Linked DNA regions of Hordeum vulgare: region 1 is linked to region 2. The links are chromatin contacts, called in public Hi-C maps. All regions are on one chromosome and are shown on one strand. Each heading gives the region's core, a stretch centred on a gene start, on an enhancer-like site or on the middle of the called end of the contact. The rest is flanking DNA. Distances are from core to core; before and after follow the strand shown.

Evidence for each region. Hi-C and Micro-C count contacts between places; a contact is called where the count stands out from the background.
Region 1: a Hi-C map of seedling shows a contact between it and region 2, with 2.4 times the contacts expected there. The contact joins the promoter of LOC123445215 here to the promoter of LOC123445188 in region 2. A contact is called at or near these places in 2 of 6 Hi-C or Micro-C datasets (leaf and seedling).

The regions. Positions count from the first base shown.
Region 1 is chr1H:460,074,191-460,079,381 of MorexV3_pseudomolecules_assembly, reverse strand. It overlaps LOC123445215 (E3 ubiquitin-protein ligase UPL4), which reads right to left and starts at 2,556. Exons shown (of 17, transcript XM_045122176.1): 1 at 1,836-2,556; 2 at 1,628-1,738; 3 at 1,432-1,548; 4 at 1,184-1,342; 5 at 948-1,106; 6 at 378-533; 7 at 178-299; 8 at 1-56. The coding sequence starts at 2,438.
Region 2 is chr1H:459,811,646-459,817,078 of MorexV3_pseudomolecules_assembly, reverse strand. LOC123445188 (probable DNA helicase MCM8) reads left to right here and starts at 3,497. Exons shown (of 18, transcript XM_045122146.1): 1 at 3,497-3,744; 2 at 4,587-4,727; 3 at 4,821-4,935; 4 at 5,003-5,225; 5 at 5,299-5,433. The coding sequence starts at 3,559.

The DNA of each region.
Region 1 (5,191 bases), core at 1,307-3,806, 260 kb before region 2:
TCAGTGATGAGATTAGCACATGATGATCCTTCCGGGACAATAAACCAGCCAAGAAGCTGACACATAAATCACAGAAGTGACATATTCGTTAAGACTCGGCAAATTAGCACAAGTTCAGTGAAAATGTCTATTGATTGTTATGCAGAATGCAGCTCTTCGTTTGCAGGTCATGCTTACCTTGATATGTTTGTTTCCTTGAGCAACTCTTGAAGCATTTCAGGTTTACTGAAGTAACAGATGTTATTTACAATTGAAGAACAGCCATAGCAAATGTATGAGTTTGCACCAGAGTTGACTGCCTGCACAAAACAACACTCATTTCATATTTCAGAGCACGAGCAACATTATGAGTCGTTAGTTAATTATTATGAACAGACCTTGATCAAGATTGGAAGAACGTCAGCAGAGAACTGACACAAGAACCCTGGTTCATCTACTAATATTTTTTCTTTCGCGAGTACTATATAGGTGTCCTCAACATCTCTTGCCGCAGAAGGAATAAGCTGGATTGCTAATTTCAGAGCTTCATTAACCTGATTGGATGAAGAATTAAATTATCAAATCACTAGATGACAGCTAGTGTGAACTTCAGGGCTGCATGTTGGTGTAGAAAGAAGGATCAAGGGATGTGATCAGACAAGTTCTACCATTATGGTTACTTATTTACTGATCAGTGCAGATACTATTTCGCTTGTTTAGAAGAGGAAAGTAGTGTTTACAACAAAAGTTAAGTCACAAAGACATGATAAGATAAATTCACAATAATGGCAACGTAGCTTATAAGATTTCTAGTAAATACACTGATCAAATCAGCTTAGTGCATGTGTTACTACTGACTAGTAACTGCAGTCTGCTCATGTAGGTTATGGACCACCTGATGCCGACATTACCAAAAGCAAAACTATAGAGATATGGCCTGGCAGTAAAGAAGCTATTAAGCAAACAACCTGGTTATTTTGGTTTTCCGAAGGCAGGTATGGCATCCCATGGGAGAGATCTGAACTGACCAAAATCCCCCTTATGGTGCTACCAACATTCAACTCAAAGAGAGACTTCACTGCCACAAGTGAATTACAGGCTAGCTTAGCCAGGAGCCCGATCAAGTTCTGCAATCACACCAAACCACGATCAACTCCCTCAATACATACCAAGGATAAATATAGAATGTCTAGGGGGAGCATACACTGCAAGTTGATGGGTTAAGGGAAGTGAGTCCGCTGGCATTGATCAAAGGAAGGACCTTCTCTACCAGGCCCTGGTGACATAGCTGGTCAAGAAGCTCCACTGAACCACTGAAAGAGTCTACAATGCTTATCAGGCAAGTTGCAACCTTTTCCACAACCTGTGATATTATATCACCTGAAACATTAGCAGAGCACTATGTACATGCCTAACACAAGCAAGCTCGGATAAATTAGTGGGCAACAATACCATCTTGTCCTCAGACTGCAGTAAATTACACAGCATTGGGGTCGAGTCCATGACAAACTGGGAGCAATCTGCAGGGACCTTCTTGCAGGCATTTGCAACAGCTGAGACAGCAACCCTCTGAACCATGCAAGCACGCATCCAGTTAGAGAATGCAGTAGAATTTCAGCAGCAAAGATGGAGTTGCTGCAATTCTAACCTGAATACTTGCAGCGAAGAAGTCAATGTATGTGAGCACGGCGGTTATCATGCCAGCCTGCAAGCACTGCGCGGGCTGCCTCAGCGATATCTTCTCGAACGCCTGCAAGCACTGCTCATACAGAAAGAAGCGTGGCTGATCACATAAAAAGCGGCTTGATTCAGGTCAATGTGATGGTCTGGCTGGGTTTGCAGAGCGGCCCCGTTACCTGCTCCGCCACATCAAGGTACTCGATCGCGAGGAGGCGGGAGCAGAGCACGGGGAGCAGGCCGTGGCGGACGACGGCGTCGGCGGCGCGCGGCATGGCGTCGCAGAGGTAGGTGATGGCGCGCACGGCGAGCAGCATCTCGTCGGGGCTGGCGACGTCGGCGCCGGCCAGGCGCACGAGCGCCCGCGCGGCGGACTCGACGGGGAAGTAGCCCCCGGCGTCCTCGGTGCAGAAGGAGAGCGCCTCGCAGAGCTCCGTGAGCGACGCGAGCAGCGCGCCTCCCCCGGCGCCCTCCGAGGCGACGGCCGCCACCATCCGTCGGAACTTGCTGGCCCCGGGGCCCGACCCCCCGTCCCCGTCCGACTCGCACGACGACCCCCCGTCGCCGTCGTCTCCGTCCACATCGGCATCGCCATCGGCATCGCCATCGCCTTCGGCGGGGTGGCCAGACGACGAGGTGTCCATGTCGGAGGCGGCCTGCTCCGGCGGCGCGGCGGCGGCGGAGGTGGAGGGCTCGGCGGTGCAGGGGCGCTTATCGGCGGGGGGCTCGGCCTCGCCGGAGCCCCCGGGGTCGGAGTCGGGGCGCTTCCGGCAGCGATCCATCGGCGCTTACCTGAGACAGACTCCTCGGCCAGCACAGCACCAGTCCTCGCTGCCAGCAACACGATCGATCGGAGGGGGGGTGGAATCGGGGGGATACGGGAGACGTGCGGGGTGGGGGTGGGGGTGGGGTGGAGTTTTTAGCCTGGTTTACCCCTTCTTCTCTATCTGCGCGATGGATCGGGTTTAAAATCCGGGAGATTTTTAACCGATTTGGTGCGGTTTGTGGGGGAGATTCCGCGTGTTTATCTGGGACTGGGACTGGGACTGGGACTGGGAGTTGGGGTGCTCTGCACCGGCACCGCCATTGTGTGCGGGAGGAGGGGGGGGGGGGGGGGGGGGGGGGTGGGTGGAGGGCGAGGGCGAGGGCAGTAATGGAAGGAACGGCGCGGCCTGGCCTGGACTTGCGGTTTGGGGTTTGCTTTTGGACTTTTGGTGTAGCGCCGGTGTCGTCCATTGGCGGGGGCGAGGCTTACCTGGGAAGGCACTGCCCGTGCGTCCTTTGTTAATTGCGGGTTACGTGGAGGGCGGATGGATAAGGACGGCGTCTCATTTTGTTTTCTGTTTTTTTTAGCCGATCTGATTTGTTTTTTTACACCCTGTTTGAAACCATCCAGATTATATAATCTAGTTTTGATAATCTAATATGTCTTCAAACAGGATAAACTATGGTATAGATTATAAAAAACTAGATAGACAGATTATTAAAAACTCATAATCTACTCTATACCAACCAAATTCAGATTATGGATTGCTAATGATCCATTACCCTTGTAAAGTTGGAGATAATTACATTCCTACCACCATCACCCTTCTCTTTTTAAAAAAAAACAGAGGACAGACAAGTCATTATGTAATGTAAAACCTGCATGGCAATTATAAAATTTGGCCTCCAAATATGTCCACCTAGATTATTTTTATAAACCAGATTATATAATTTATCTTCATATTTCAGATTATTATAATCTATTGTGGTTCCAAACATGACCTTAAAAGGAGATTTCATTAGAGCATCTCTAGCCGCTATATAGGTCGGCCGCAAACATGACCCGAACATGTACCATATATCCAGCCGGCTCGTAAAAAGTTTTACGACGAGCTTTAAAAAAGGAAACAATGTGGTTCAACCGACCGATTTCCACCCCATCATCCGCCCACTGTTCCACGCGACGACGTGTCTTGCATTGGGCCACCAACCACTATAGCAAGTGGTTTCTTTTTCCTCATCCCCGCAAGCAAATGGATTTTTTGTAGGGTACACCACTGGTGTATCAAGCTTTATAGAAGGCAGGAAATATGCATAAGAGATTACAAGCAGCTAGTTAACGATCACACACTGATCATAACCAGCATAACCCCCCCGCCTCCTCCTCCACTCATACGACAAACTACTCAGCTAATGGAGTGACTCCAAAAGCTCCACTCTGGCCCAAGAACGCAATTCATCGAAGATTAGGTCGGTCATGCCCCAGCCATTCTTAATTTGGTTCCTGCCAAACACCCTACCATTGTGTTGCTTCCAAATGGTCCAACACATGAGTATGACAAAGGTGTCAAAACTTCTACGCGTAGGCTTGGTGATAGCTTCCTGGCCGTCAACCACCATTTAACCAAGGTGTCGTGTGGGAGTGGTACATAAAGACCCGCAAGACCCATCCTGATGAAACTAATGTGCCAAACTTGCCGAGCAAAAATGCACTGCACGTGGATGTGTTCAACTGCATCCTCCTCCTGGTCGCACAAATAACACGGGGAGTTGTGTTCTTCCAAACCATGGCGGACCCTTCTATCAGCAGTCCACAAGCAGTGTTGTACTGCCAGCCACATTAAGATCTTGCTCGCAAGCGGATGATGTCTACTACACAACCTTCTCCTTGTAGACGTTGTTGGGCCTCCAAGTGCAGAGGTTTGTAGAACAGTATCAATTTTCCCTCAAGTGGGTGACCTAAGGTTTATCAATCCACGGGAGGCGTAGGATGAAGATGGTCTCCCTCAAGCAACCCTGCAACCAAATAACAAAGAGTCTCTTGTGTCCCCAACACACCCAATACAATGGTAAGTTGTATAGGTGCACTAGTTCGGCGAAGAGATGGTGAAACAAGTGCAATATGGATGGTAGATATAGGTTTTTGTAATCTGAAATTACAAAAACAGCAAGGTAACTAGTAACAAAAGTGAGCACGAACGGTATTGCAATGCGTGGAAACAAGGCCTAGGGTTCATACTTTTACTAGTGGAAGTTCTCTCAACAATGATAACATAATTGGATCATATAACTAGCCCTCAACATGCAACAAAGAGTCACTCCAAAGTCACTAATAGCGGAGAACAAACGAAGAGATTATTGTCGGGTACGAAACCACCATAAAGTTATTCATTCTGATCGATCTATTATAGAGTTCATACTAGAATAACACCTTAAGATACATATCAACCAAGACCCTAATGTCACCTAGATACTCGATTGTCACCTCAAGTATCCGTGGGCATGATTATACGATATGCATCACACAATCTTAGAATCATCTATTCAATCCAACACACAGAACTTCAAAGAGTGCCCCAAAGTTTCTACCGGAGAGTCAAAACGTGTGCCAACCCCTATGCATAGGTTCCCAATGTCACAAACCCGCAAGTTGATCACCAAAACATACATCGAGTACTCACATGAATCCACATGTGCCAACCCATATGCATAGGTTCCCAATTGTCACAAACCCGCAAGTTGATCACAGCAGATAGACACGTGCAAGACA
Region 2 (5,433 bases), core at 2,248-4,747:
TGGATTAAAGAAGCCCGGTGGAAAGATCTTCTCTAACTTGCACAACAACTCCGGTGCAAACTCCTCCATGTCTTCTACCATGCCAGGCGACAATTCTTTCGCACAAAGAACACGAAAGAAATAGCTCAGCTCCGCCAGTACTAGCCATTCATCCTCAGGAATAAAGCGACGTAACATCACCGGCATTACCCGCTCTAGCCATATGTGCCAATCATGACTCTTGAGACCAAAGATTTTTAATTTTTCAAGACTCGCTCCCCTCTTTAGATTCGCTGCATACCCATCGGGGAACATCAAGTGCATTTTGACCCACAAGATAATTTCCCTCATAGCTGGCCTTCCAAGATTGAACCAGGCCTTTGGCTTCGACCACTTCTGCTTTCCTTTGCCTTCTCGCATGTTTTGTAACGGTATATGACATAGTGTCTCTTGATCGACTCTAGCCTTAATATTATCCTTTGTCTTCCCATCTATGTCGAACAATGTACCAAAAATAGCCTCTCCAATATTCTTTTCAGTGTGCATCATGTCGATATTGTGTGGAAGAAGGAGGTCTTTGAAGTAAGGCAGATCCCAGAAGCATGGCTTGTGAGTCCAGGCGTGTTTTGAATTATACCCCTTGAAATACCCTGGACGCTCTGGATCAGGCTCGAGGGTGTTTAACTGATCCAGGATCTGTTGGCCTGTGAACGCAGGTGATGCCAAGTTTTTGACAACTTTACCTTTGGTAAAGTTCTTCTTGTCTTTTCTGAACTGATGGTTAGGATCCAGGAACTGTCTATGCAAGTCAAAGCAAGAATACTTCCGACCCTCCTGCAACCAATGAAACTGAAGAGCTGCCTTGCATTGGGGGCACAGGAACCTTCCATGCACACACCATCCATAGAATAACGCATACGCTGGCAAGTCATGCATAGAGTACATGTACCACACATGCATTTTGAAGTTTTCTTTTCTAGCGGCATCGTATGTCTTGACCCCATTATCCCAAGCTTCTTCCAATTCATCCTTAAGCGATTGCAGGTACACATTCATATTCTTCCCCGGATAATTGGACTCTGGAATTATCAACGTCAGAAATATGTTCTTTCTTTGCATAATCTGCCCCGGGGGGAGATTGAGTGGAATGACAAATACAGGCCAACAATTGTGTTGGGTTGCCGTCATGCCGAAGGGATTAAAACCATCCGTGGCGGCGCAGACTCGAGGATTCCTTGGATCTGCCGCTTTATCCTGATGCAATCCATCGAAATGTTTCCATGCTTCCCCATCCGATGTGTGTACCATCATCTTATTCCCATCCGCATCTAGTTCGGTTCTTTTTTCCTCTTATTCTTCTTCTCCTTCTTCTTCTTTTCTTCTTCTCTTCTTCTTCTTCTTATTCTTATTCTTATTCTTCTTATTCTTATTTTCTTTTTGTCTTTTTTCCTCTTATTCTTCTTCTCCTTCTTCTTGTTTTCTTCTTCTTCTTCTTCTTCTTCTTCTTCTTCTTCTTCTTCTTCTTCTTCTTATTCTTCTTCTTATTATTATTTTCTTTTTTCCTCTTATTCTTCTCTTCCTCTCCTATCCTTCTTCTTCTTCTTCTTTCTTCTCCTTACCTTCCTTTTCCTTCTCCTTCTTTTCCTTCTTCTTATTTTTTCTTCTCCTTTCTCCTTCTTCTTCTTCTCCTTTCTCCTCCTTCTTCTTCTCCTTTCTCCTTCTTCATATTCTCCTTTCTCCTTCTTCTTCTTCTCCTTTTCTCCTTTACTAAACAGGAAACTAACCTAACAAAACCTAAACTAAACTAAAACTAAGCCAAAACCTCACTAAAACATATAACTAATTAGACAAAAACTATTAAAAAAAGAAGAAAAAAAACTAACCGAAAGGGGGAGGAGGGCCGCAGGGGGAGGAGAGGCCGCAGGGGGAGGAGGGCAGCAGGGGGAGGAGGGCCACAGGGGGAGGAGGGGCACTGTGAGGGGCGCGAGGAGGGCGGCGGCGGTGGGGTGGGGCGCTGGGGTGGGGGTGGCGTCGGCGGCGGCGGCGGTGGGGCGGCGACGGCGGGGTGTGGCGGCGGCGCTGGGGTGGGGGCGGCGGCGGCGCTGGGGGTCGGGTGAGGCTGCGGTGAGGGAGACTGGAGAGAGTGTAGAGAGTGGGAGAGAGGAGGGCGCGGCGACCGTTATCGTTAGGTGTCCATCCACTTTGCCGTCTGCCGCAGACGGCAAAGGAAGAGAAGGCAGACGACAAAGGGGTGGGGTGGGCGCGGGTGGGGTGGGGCAAAGAGGTGGGTGATGGCGTCAGCTTTGCCGTCTGCCTTCTCTTCCTTTGTCGTCTGTGGGCGGACGACAAAGAGCACCTCTTTGCCGTCTGTTTTCCTGAAGCTGATGGCAAATATGTTCTTTGTCGTCTGCTCGCTGATGGCAAAGATTTGGCAGACGACAAATAAAAGAATTCCAGTAGTGCCTAGTGCAGATGGGCCTAAGGCCCATCTGTGGTGCGCCACCCCCCTCTCTCTTTCCCTGGCCGCCACCACCAGCCCTAGATGGGGCTGCCGCACCCTTTGGGGGTGGGAACCCTAAAGGGGGCGCCCCCTCCCTCCCCCCCTATATATAGTGGAGGTTTTGGCTGATTTGAGACGGACGAAATCTCTCTCTCGACGCAGCCCTGCTTCTCCTCTCCCACGATGCTTGGCGAAGCCCTGTCAGGAGACCTCGTAGCTCCACCGCCACCACGCTGTCGTGATGCCGGAGCTCTCCCTCAACCTCTCCCTCCTCCTTGCTGGATCAAGGCGTAGGAGACGTCACCGGGCTGTACGTGTGTTGAACGCGGAGGTGCCGTGATTCGGCACATAGATCGGAATGGACCGCGATCTGAATCGCTGCGAGTACGACTCCATCGACCGCGTTCATAATAACGCTTCCGCTTAGCGATCTTCAAAGGTATGAAGATGCTCTACAACCTCTCTCGTTGCTGGTCTCTTCATAGATAGATCCTTATATGACGTAGAAAATTTTGAATTTACTACGTTCCCAAACATTTAATCCCTTCCAATCCCCTCTAAACCCCTTAAATTCTAAAAGAACCGAACAAGGTCTAAAATGTCTTATATTTAGGAACGTAGGAAGTATCACTTTAGTATAAATTTAATACTATAACAATAACACTTATTTTAGAACAAAGAAAAAGTATATAATACGCACATTCGTGCGTATTTGAGTTTTTTCTAAAGATAAGCCGTATGTTGTCATACGCCATAGTAAGCGCGGAATTTTATTCGGGAGAGGTACTCGTATTCACTTGGAGCAAGTCTTCTCTTCTCTTCCCCGTATATAGGCGCACGGTCGTCCGTCTCTGGACCCACCCGTCTGTCACAGTCTTCTCTTCTCTTCTCTTCTCTCTCCCGTCACACTCCCCACCCCCACGCCCGCGGCGCAAAAACCTGCTAAAACTTTCGCTCCGCCCGCCTTCCAAGTCCCAAGCCTCGCCTCTAGCCCCCGCCCCCTTCCCCGCCGCCACCGCCACCGCCACCGCCCACCGTCCAAATCGTCGGAGAAGATAATCCCCGCGACCTCCTTAGGGATGTACGCCGACATCCAGAAGGGCTGCCGCCCCGTCGACGCCGCCCCCATGGCGAATCTCACGGAGGTCTGGCCGAGATACTTCCCCGAGGAAACCGTGTTCCCGGCGGACGACCCCAGGGCCAGGCTCATCAGCGACCTGGTTAAGGTCCTGGAGCTGGAGGAGAGCGCGAAGCTCCTCCCACGTGTAAGCATGTGTCCCCATTCCGCGTACTGTACAGCGCCTCATTTTCGCCCATCTCTTATGGTGATGCGATTCTAGGGTTGCTTAATCCCTTCGGACGCGATGCAGTTATCGCGATTACTGCGCGACTGATTGGTGCCTAGTTTTTTTTTTTGGGATTGGCTGATCGATCGTTGATTGAAATTTCTGGGAGTGGCAGCTGACATTGGAACTGTATATATATATATAGTTAAAGTGCTTTCAGGCTCGTGCCTAAGGTCTGTCCGTTTCCAACTATTTTAGTTTCTGAGCTTGCCATTGCTAGATATTTAATTGGGCAGTACCATTGTAGTAGAATGTGTCTTGGTTCCTTACTGTCAGGGCAGAGTTTGGGTAATAGTTTACTTACCTGATTGAACCGAACTCGAAATTTGGGGCAGAATTTGTTTCTACAATCTTCAATATTAAGGTCCCAATGCGCTGGTGGCTCCTGGTAGATGAAGTATTGACATGTCTAATCAGAAAAAAGGGGAACACCCTTCTTTAGGAGGAAAATGAATGAAGAGGAGCTTGTAATTTTGTGAATAAGTTTGCTACTGTTGCAGTTTACTTCGTCAGTATCATATGGTTACTTATACAGTTATACTCCAATATGCTGCTGCTATACTACGCAAAGCAGGATGCAAGGTTCCAATTGAAAAATGAAATCATAGCATCATGTAGTTGCACAATAAATTACTAATCATATGGAAATGATTTAAACGCATTGCTTCATAGTGTGCTTTTGTCATTAGACATGGAAGAATTTTTCCGGTTTCAATAAGTGGATGAATTCATGTGGTTATAACTTATCACTACATTCACAGGTTGAAGATGATGGCGTTGTCTTCTTCCTTCCGATTGATTTCCAGCAGCTGAAGAACCTGTGCGGTGGTACCAAGCTCTTAGATACCCTCAGGGAAAATCCTAAAGAAGCCTTACTTTGCATGGGAGCTGCAGTTCATCTGGTTGATGCTACTTTTCATGCTAAAATTACTTGTGTTGCCAGTTGGGCTTTGTTTTTTCACTCACTGTACTTTGGTTCTTGATGTTTTCTTCAGGCTAAGTGCCCGGGCATGGGCCTCCTGTTGAACGACGTAGATAAGGTCAATATCAGGCTTTACAATCACACTGAAACAATCATTGCTTTGAAGAATTTGAAAGCGGCCTGTATTAGTAAGAACTTCTGTCTTTATGTGCTCTGCATCTAAATCAAGTACTGACTTGTAGATTCACCTCATAGGGAAACTAGTGACAGTGCGTGGTACTGTTGTAAAAGTCAGTACTGTGAAACCTCTAGTACTGGCGCTGGATTTTCATTGCATGAAGTGTGCTACACTCATCCGTCGTGTGTTCTCTGATGGGAAATTTTCACCTCCAGTATCCTGCATAATTCAGGGTTGCAAGGGCAGAACATTCACCCCAGTGAGATCTACTGCCAAGTTGATGGATTTTCAGAAAATAAGGCAAGTGATAAATAGATAATCTTTGTCATTCTCTGCTTATAACACTAAGCTCTGTTTTTCTTATTTTTAACAGGATACAAGAGCTTTCTAGTGCTGAAAACCGTGAAGAAGGCCGAGTGCCACGAACTATAGAATGTGAGCTTACAGAAGATCTTGTAGATTGTTGCATCCCTGGAGAGGTTATAACCGTAGCTGGAATCGTCAAAGT